Linked DNA regions of Oryctolagus cuniculus: region 1 is linked to region 2. Evidence: chromatin contacts called from public Hi-C data. All regions are on one chromosome and are shown on one strand. The core of a region is the stretch at or near the end of the contact, and the rest is flanking DNA. Distances in the headings are between cores, read along the strand shown. Region 1 holds the start of LINGO1 (leucine rich repeat and Ig domain containing 1). Region 2 overlaps LINGO1 (leucine rich repeat and Ig domain containing 1).

Evidence for each region. A called contact is a pair of places that touch in the nucleus more often than the background predicts.
Region 1: a contact with region 2 is called in a Hi-C map of psoas muscle, with 5 times the contacts expected there. The contact joins the promoter of LINGO1 here to the enhancer-like site in region 2. A contact is called at or near these places in 3 of 6 Hi-C or Micro-C datasets (ear pinna, psoas muscle and an unstated tissue).

What each region holds. Positions count from the first base shown.
Region 1 is chr12:108,265,640-108,269,899 of mOryCun1.1, reverse strand. It overlaps LINGO1 (leucine rich repeat and Ig domain containing 1), which reads left to right and starts at 1,432. Exons shown (of 4, transcript XM_070054640.1): 1 at 1,432-1,942.
Region 2 is chr12:108,129,338-108,133,989 of mOryCun1.1, reverse strand. All of the region lies in intron 3 of LINGO1 (leucine rich repeat and Ig domain containing 1), which reads left to right. Among named protein-coding and RNA genes, the nearest start is that of LINGO1, 140 kb to the left of the region's middle. Within about 2 kb of position 2,344, at least 1 of the 8 cell types and tissues checked has an H3K27ac peak or open chromatin away from gene starts, as enhancers often do.

The DNA of each region.
Region 1 (4,260 bases), core at 183-2,682, 140 kb before region 2:
CCGTCACTCCCGATTTCCCGCTTCCAGGTTTTGCACAGGCTCTCCTCCGGCGGGGACGCCCATTCTGTTCCTTCCTGCCTGGCCAACTCCTACACATGCTCCAATACCTGGCGTCAACATCACCTCCTCCAGGAAGCCTGCCCGAATTTTCTCTACTCCCTACAGCTCCATCACAACTCCCGCTCCCTGCTTTCCTATATCACCTGCGTCCCAGGCCCCCATAGGATGGGCCCACGATGGGCGTTTAATGAAAGGTTTCCCCCTGCAGGTGTCTGTGGTGGGAGTGAGAAAATGCTGCTGCCCAGAGCCCAGGGGTGCACTTTACTTCCCAGGGGGTGTCACGAGGGTCGAGAGAGAGAGAGAGCCGGAATACACAGGAACTTTGCAAACTGTAGAGTGTCCTACCCAGCAGGTCCTGGTACCGCACAGCTTTGCCCCTGTCCCCTGGTTCCCTGAGCACCTAGCAGCACCCCAAATCTCACGAGCAAGGAGGAGATGGGGTTCAAGGCAAGCCCTTAGCCCCCAGAAAGGCGAACACCCTGTGGGAGTCGCCCCCCAGTGACGATGGAAGCCAACGTCCTTCCTTCCACAAAAGGGTAAAGGGAGGGGCAGAGAGGGGTCAGCGAGTACCCAAGGTCACACAGCAGGAGCGGGAGGCGACCTGGGTCCTCCCAGCGCAGCAGGTGTCTTCAGATCCGGGGCAGCTGCTCCCCAGTACCTCGTCCCCGACCCTGCAGTCCAGGGCGCCCAGCCCATGCGGTCCCACACCAGGCTCGGCCGCCAAGGAGCGCCGAGCGCCCTCTGGATGGCGTGGTCCGGGCAGCTCCCCACCGTCCTCCTCCTCCACTCACCTCCAGGCCCGGAGGACCGTGCTCGGCTGTGGCGGGCCGGGCGCCGCCCGCGCCGCCGCCCCGTGCTGTTCCCGCGCGGCTGGGCCGCCCTCCGGCGCCCTGGGGTGGGGCAGGTGCAGCGGGTGCGCTATCCCTTTAAGCCCGGGCGAAAGGCGAGGTGTCGGCGGTCGCCGAGGCTAGCGCGGGACGTCGCCACCCGCCGGGCCGGAGCCAGGGGCCGGGAACCGCGGAGTGAGCGGGGGGCGCAGGGGACAGCAGAGCCGGGGCACTGCGGGTCCCTTCGCTGCCCAGTGCGCGCGCCACCCCGGGCCCCGCGAGCGGCCCCGGTGTCTTGCGGAGGATGTGAGAGGCGGCGCGGGCGGTGTCGGGGCGGGGGGCGCGGGAGAGGGCGGCGGCGACAGACGCGGGACAGAGTCCGGGCAGGGGGAGCCGGGCGGGGAGGAAGCGGAGAGGCGGCGGCGGCCGAGAGGAGAAGGGGGCGCGAGAGCACGCAGCGCGGGCGGCGGCGCAGGGGCGGGGGGCCGAAGCCTGCGGGTGGGGGCGCGGAAGCGGAGCCGGGCTCCAGGGCTGGGGTTCGGCCGGGCGTGGTGGAGGAGCCGAGCGCCCGCGCGGTCCCCACGGGGAGCGGCGGGGCACGTGAGCGGCCGGCCCGGCAGAGGGCGCAGGGCCGCGCTCTGGGGATTCCGGGCGGCCGGGGCCGGGGGCCTTTGTGAGCGCCCCATCAGGGCGAGCCCGGGAGTGCGGAGCCCCGGTGAGGCGGCGGCGGGCCCTAGCGCGCTCGGTGTGCGCGGGTGGGAGCGCCCGGGCGGCCGGGAGCGCGCGTTAGGGATTCTGCCGGCATCGCAGCGCGGAGAGCTGGAGGCAGGAGCCGGCCGCGCCGGGGAGCGCAGGGTCCTCCCGCGCACACGCACACGCACACGCCGCGCTCTCACGCGCGCACACGCCCTCCCTGCCTCGCTCGCGCCGCTGCCACCATCTCGGAGCCGAGCCCTGTGGAGCGGGCACCCGAGCCGGAGCCGGGACTGGAGCGCAGCCGAGCCGGGGGATGCGGGCCCGGAGCAGAGCCGCGCGCGGACGGCGCGCCCCGGATGGTGAGTGAGGCCGGGCCGGGCCGCTGCGGCGAGGCTGGGGCCGCGGGGACGCAGGCCAGGGAGCAGGGGGTCCGGGCGCCGGCAGCGCCGCGTGCGCGGCCTCTGATTGGGCGGGAGCCTTGGGGGCAGCGGTGCGGGTGTCGAGTGCGCGTCCGTGGGGGGCGCTCGCGCGCGGAGCTGGGGGGTGCGCGCTCTGTACCTCAGGCCGTGACCGCGCTCCCGCCTGCGCGCGGCCCCGCCTCAACCCGCACCTGCCACCAGAAGCCTTGCGACTTGGAGCAACTTTGCGGAGCCCCCGGGGCGCGGCAGGCCGGGAGGGGGCGGGGAGGCTCTTTAAGGGTGTGGGGTGGAACTCTGGCCTCTTCCCTGGCGGGCACGCGAGTGCGCTAAGCCTCTGCCCCAGCCAGCGCGGCCGCCGGCTCCCCGGGATGCCCAGCCGGCCCTGCGGCGTCTGGCTGGAGCCGCTCCGGGCGCCGGGCTCCTGTGACCCCGCCAGGGTCAGCTGGTACCGCGTGGCCACGTTCCCCAGGCCGGGAAGCCGAGTCTTTGCAACCAGGCCAGAGACACGGGGGTTGCGGGGCCAGAGTGGAGGAGATGTGGCCCTTGTGTGCCTGCCTTTGTGTGTCTCCCGCGCTGCTTCTCTGCGGGACAGTTGGCTCGAGAGGGGGCACCTGCTGGCGCGGTGCCCTGGGCACCGAGGCCGTGGTCTTTCGGCTCCCCGTACTCTGCTGCGGGGCCTCGGAACCTGCCCACACCCGGAGGCCGCCCAGCCGGTGCGGAGGAAGACTGGCTGGGGAGATGTCCGCGTGGGGCCCCGGAAGCTGCGGATGGCCGATTGCGTTGACTCCCTCCAGCTTGAGGTTGCGGGGGGTAGAGCCCCTGGGGTCCCCAGCGGCCCCTGGCAGCCCTCTCTTTCCTGGCACCCAGGGTGTGAGTCTGGAGGCAGCGGTGCTGGGCAGGCCGGTCTGCCTGCGTCCCTGGGGTCTGGCAGTGCCGGTTGGATCTGCGTGCCGGCTTAAGCCCTGCTCCCACCCCAGCATCTCCTGCTGCATCCCCGCCTGCTGGGGAGTGGGCAGGAGCCAGGGCACACCTGTCCATTTCACCCAGGAGGGTTTGGAGGCACCGAGGGGTCTCCTGTGTCAGGCCAGTCCCTTCCATTGTGAAGGGGTCCTGTGTGGGGCAGGCGGCACCGCTGACTTGGCCACAGGGCTCCCCGGGGCTTCCCTCCTACTGCGTGTCCCAAACACCTTCCCTGATGGGACTGCTGGAGGCCGTTGAGCGGAGGTCCTTGTCTGAGCTGAGGGACCTCGGGAGCCCAGCTCGGTTACCTCCTGGGGCCGGGGTCTGGCTGGCTCTGCTGGGCAGGTTTGCACATCAGGGAGCTCAGGGATTCCCCCCGCCCCCACCAGCCTGGCATGTCCTTCTGTCTGGACTGTGAGGAACCCTACCTGTTCTCTCGAGACCTCTGGCCTGGAGCCTGCCGTGGGCCAAACAGCTCATGCCTGGGTGACCTGTGGAGATCCAGGCGTGCCTGGCTGGTGGGGGTTGGGGGGGGCTCCACGGCTCCCAGGGCTGCTTCCTCCGCCGGTGGTCTCTCCAAGGCACAGGACACTGGAGCCGTCAGCCCCATGCTGGCCTTGGTGGCCCCCAGCCTCGTGCTGCTGGCAGCTGGATCACCCCAGGGCTACTCAGGCCCTTGGAGGCCTGTGGGGACAAGAACTGTTGCCTGGGGAGGTGGGGTAACTGTGCCTCTAGTGAGTGGGGGGGGTGGGCTTGCAGCATCCTGGGGGCTTCCTCAGCCAGCTCGGGCAGCCTCTCCCCTGCTGGCCCTGGCTGACTCCTTGTCCTGCCTTTCTTAGCCGCTTCTCTCTAAGCGCCCCCTGCCCCCGGCCCCTCCCCGAGCCTCAGGAGCTCTGGGCAACACCTGGTGGCAGGAGCTCGGCCCAGGGCCTGGCCCCACCTCCGTGGGCAAGGCCTGCTGGAGTCCTGCCCTGGTTCTGTTGCCCAGGGGACACTGTGCTCTGTTTCCTGCTCCTGCATCAGCAGCAGGGGGAACCCCTCACTGGGGGGCCCAAGCCATGGGGAGGAAGAACAGAGCCACCCCGGCTCCTAAGTCTGAGCGGCCAGGGGTGAGAATGCCAGCCCGGTGGTGCCAGGCCCTCCTCTGACTGCCTCGGACGGCCTCTGCCCCCGCCCCAACCTTCTGGCTGGGGGAGGGGGGACCAGTGCCAGTGTCGTCCCCATGGTTTCCCTCCCCAGCCGGGCCCTGATCCTGTCACATCTGTGTTTGAAGTCGCGGAGGGTTCCACTACAACAGG
Region 2 (4,652 bases), core at 1,095-3,594:
TCCTTCGGAGCTGCTGGGCAGGTGTGATCCGTGCCCCGCCCCGTGCCTCATGACTGCGGCCTGTGAATTTAGAGTGTGACTTAGAAAACTCGGAACACCGAAGCACAGCGTGGTGCCGGCTTAAAAACAATAATGTGTTTATTTGAGGTGGGAGAGAGAGAAGGACATCCTCTTGGAGGCCCCAAAGGGATCTTTAGCTTCCCGGGGCCCCAAGGTACCCCCAGAGCTTTAGGTACCCACATCTGGAAAAAGTGGTAGCAATTTCTCCTTAAGAGTAAATGATGGGGCTGGCGCTGTGCTGTAGTGGGTAAAGCTGCTGCCTGCAGTGCCAGCATCCCATATGGGTGCAGGTTCGAGTCCCAGCTGCTCCACTTCCGATCCTACTCTCTGCTGGGGCCTGGGAAAGCAGTGGAAGATGGCCCAAATCCTTGGGCCCCTGCACCCAGGTGGGAGACCCGGAAGAAGCTCCTGACTCCTGGCTTCAGATCAGCGCAGCTCCAGCTGTTGTGGCCTTCTGGGGAGTGAGCCAGTGGATGGAAGATCTCTCTCTCTGTCTGCCTCTGCCTCTCTGTAACTCTGCCTTTCAAATAAAATAAATACATCTAAAAAAAAGAACAGCAAGTGACAAAAGCCTATATTTGCAAGTAGTGACAGTCCATTTCTCCCAAGAATGGGATGCACTGGGGGCCGGGTCTGTGGTATAGTGAATTGAACTGCTGCTTGCAACTCCAGATCCCACATCAGAGCGCTGATCCAAATCCCGGCTGCTCCACTTCCCATCCAGCTCCCTGCTAATGCGCCTGGAAAAGCAGCGGAGGATGGCTCCAGTGCTTGGGGCCCTGCACCCCTGTGGGAGAGACCTCCATGAAGCTCCTGGCTTTGGCCTGGCCCAGTCCCGGCTGCTGCTACCATCTGGGGAGTGAACCAGCAAATGGAACATCTCTCCTCCCATCCCCCATAACTCTGCCTTTCAAATAAAAAAAGTCTTAAAAAAAAAAAAAAAAGAACTCCTTGCATCTCAGGCACTGGGCTACAACAGGGAAGGTGGCAGCGTGGCCCCAGCTCACTCACGCACCCCGGATCCAGTCGGGAGGGGCCTCTGTGCCTGCGCACACCGGCGAATTCTTTCCAATCGGAATTACTTCTCCACCCTCCTCTTCCTGGCCTTGGAAGCCCGCATCCACCCCAGAGCCCATCTCTGAAGTGCCTGCATTAACAGAGCTGGGGTGCCCTGGGAGCCTCCCTGGGGTACCCTGCCCGCACCCTCCAGGCCCTCCTGCCTGCTTTTCCCTTGCACCATGGGCTGTGTGAGCCCAGCACGGCCGCTCCTCCCTGTGACCCCTGCAGGACACAGCCCCTCATCCCCGACCTGGCCTTTGCCCAGGGTCCCGCCTGGGTTGGGCACTGCCCAGCCAAACCTGCAGGGGGTCCAGGCCTCCCCCTGCCCAGGGTTGCCATGGCGACCCTCTGCCCTGCATGCGGCCTGAAAGGTAGCAGCGAGGACTCCTCGATTCTGGGTCCCTCCTGGAGCCCAGGCGCCTCCCTGCTCCTTTTGAGCCGGGATTGTCTTTTCCTGCTTTTAAGATCTGAAGTCTCACTTCCGCTGCTTCTGCTTTCCTGGAGCTCTCTGGGGTTTTGTGTGTGTGTGCGCGCGCACACGTGGGTGCATACGCCGTTGAAGGGTCACACACCATGCCCGCTGTGGACATCAGCATGGCCTCCCCAGTGCTGGTCAGTCAACAGCAGCATGCCCAGCCCCGCCTCACCCTGCTGTGAACTTGACACTTTGCAAAGCCCTCCTCCGTCCTGAGTCCCAGGGAGTGGGGTGAGCAAGGCGTGGCCCGTGGGGGAGGGGGCTTGGGAGGCCCGCGTGGTCTCGGGGGCCTCAGCCGCACTTTTCTACATTGCTGCCAAGGATGGGCCTGTTCCTTCTGCGCCTGCCCCCAGAGAAGGCAGGCCAGAGGTCCAGGCAGGCTTGGCTGGGAGCTCCGGAGCCGCCGGCCACAGAAGCCAGGTGGGGCGCGATGAGCCTGGCTCATGCCCTGGTTGGAACTGCTCCGTGCGCCCTTGGCCACTGCAGTCAGCATGGGCACCGAGCCCAGCCTTGGAGCGCGAACACGGACAAGTGCGGGTTTAACCCTCCGCTCCGCTGCTTTCTGCCTGGCGGTGGGCTGTGTGCGTGGTGCAGGGGTGCTGTTGGCCCTGCTGAGTGACCTTGGCCGGGCGACTTCCCCTCTGAGAACGTTGTCAGCTGCGACCCCACAGGCTGGGCACGGGGCCCGCAGCAGGTGCTCCCCGTTAGTGCTGTGGTGCGCGTCGGGCCTCGGGGATCCTGCCGCTCGGTCTCCCCCTCTGTAGGATGGCGTTGGCGATGAGACCGAGGGTCCCGGTGGCCCGCGCCCAGTACCGCAGTCCTCCCCGTTTGCACCCCTGCCCCCGGATGCCCCAGAGCAGAGCTCAGAGACCTGGAGGCCGGGACCCAGATCTCTGTCTGTCCATGCTGTGGCCGTGCTGGTGTCAGTTTTCATAGAAAGGCAAATCTGCAAAGTAGTCAGAAAAGTCTTCCCTCTGTGACTCCTGCCGCCCAGCTGTTCTCTTTCAGGAAAAGTGCTGAGGGCTGAAAATAAACCAGGTCCACGCCGGAGAGACACACGGAAGGGGAAGGAGGCATGGGGTGCACGGCGTGCCAGGGCTGTGCCCCGACTGCCTGGAGCAGCGTTTGGCCCAGCCCCTGCTCCCTGCCTCCAGCCACAGGCAGGCGTGCCCGCCCTAGCCAGCCAGGGTGCAAAGGCAGCGCTGGTGCCAGGAGGTGCCTGTGATGCTGAGCGCCGGGCAGCCTCCAGGGGGTGTCCGAGCCGTGAGCTCCACGTGCACCCCAGTGCTGGGGAGGGAGACCCTGGCAGGAGACCTGCTCAGCCTGTGGCCGCCCCATGGGCGTTTCCTGGCCACCGTGTCCAGCCTCCACGGTTTGCACCTGCTGTTCCCTCCCTAGCTGTCCCCTTCTCTGCACGTCAGGGTCCTACCTCTCCTGTCAGATTGTCTCCCCCAGAGAGGACCCTCCTCCTGGCGGCTCTGATCACCCCCACCGTGTGCCACACCCTCTTGTGAGCCACGCCCCTGCCGCTAGGGCCGGTACCTGGGCCTTCAGGCTCTGGCTTTGGCAAGGGGCAGCTCAGCCCAGGGGCACAGCTGGAATCTGGTCTGGGAGCCTCAGGGTCCTGGGACTCTCGGCCAGCCCGCCACACCCCAGCCAGCTCTAGACTCTCACTGTGAAGCCCCTGCAGGTGGCGTTAATTAGACTATAGCGAGCTGAATGCCCCCTGCCCCGAGTACCCTGGGGTGCTGGCCCCAGCCCTGCCCCTCACCTCTCTGTGCCCGTGGAGTAGGGCTCACAGACCCCCGCTGTGGGCTGTCGGGCACATGCAATGGGCAATGCCTGGGTTTCAGGGGTCCTGGCTGCGGCTGGCACAAGGGATACCTGTTGAGGGTCAACGCGGTGGTTTCCCCAGGTCTGTGCCCTCTGCGTCCAGTTTAGAGGAGCCCCTCCCCAAGCCCAGTGGCCCCAGACCTCAGGCTCCCACTGTTGCTGGGTTGCCCTGGGCACGGAGAGAGCTCAGGCCACATGGCTATGGGTCCTGAAGGGTGACCTGCAGGGTAGGGGCTGACTCTCCCAGCCTCATCTTCTCCCAGGAGAGAGGGCCGCTGGCCTCTGGCCTGACCCTTCTGGAACACCAGGGACCTGCCTGGGGGGACCCACATGCCCACAGACTTGTGACCTGAATTTGGGGTGCAAAAAGAAGGAGAACCCGGTCGTGTCACTTCTCTGTGGGCTGCAGCCCCAACTCCCCCTTCTCCATCCCCACCCCCACTTAGCCCTTTTGGTTGCCATGACAGCGGGGAGCTGGGAGGTGGGCACTACCTGTACTCTCATCTCAGAGTGCATGCATGTGCCCGTGGTGCCGTGTGGGGGGGTAGAGCTGGCGTCGTGTGCCCATGGTGCCGTGTGGGGGTAGAGCTGGCGTCGTGTGCCCATGGTGCCGTGTGGGGGGTAGAGCTAGCGTCGTGTGCCCATGGTGCCGTGTGGGGGGTAGAGCTGGCGTCGTGTGCCCATGGTGCCGTGTGGGGGGTAGAGCTGGCGTCGTGTGCCCATGGTGCCGTGTGAGGGTAGAGCTGGCGTCGTGTGCCCATGGTGCCGTGTGGGGGTAGAGCTGGCGTCGTGTGCCCATGGTGCCGTGTGAGGGTAGAGCTGGCGTCGTGTGCCCATGGTGCCGTGTGGGGGGTAGAGCTGGCGTCGTGTGCCCATGGTGCCGTGTGAGGGTAGAGCTGGCGTCGTGTGCCCATGGTGCCGTGTGGGGGGTAGAGCTGGCGTCGTGTGCCCATGGTGCCGTGTGAGGGTAGAGCTGGCGTCGTGTGCCCATGGTGCCGTGTGGGGGTAGAGCTGGCGTCGTGTGCCCATGGTGCCGTGTGAGGGTAGAGCTGGCGTCGTGTGCCCATGGTGCCGTGTGGGGGTAGAGCTGGCGTCGTGTGCCCATGGTGCCGTGTGGGGGTAGAGCTGGCGTCGTGTGCCCATGGTGCCATGTGGGGGTAGAGCTGGCGTCGTGTGCCCATGGTGCCGTGTGGGGGTAGAGCTGGCGTCGTGTGCCCATGGTGCC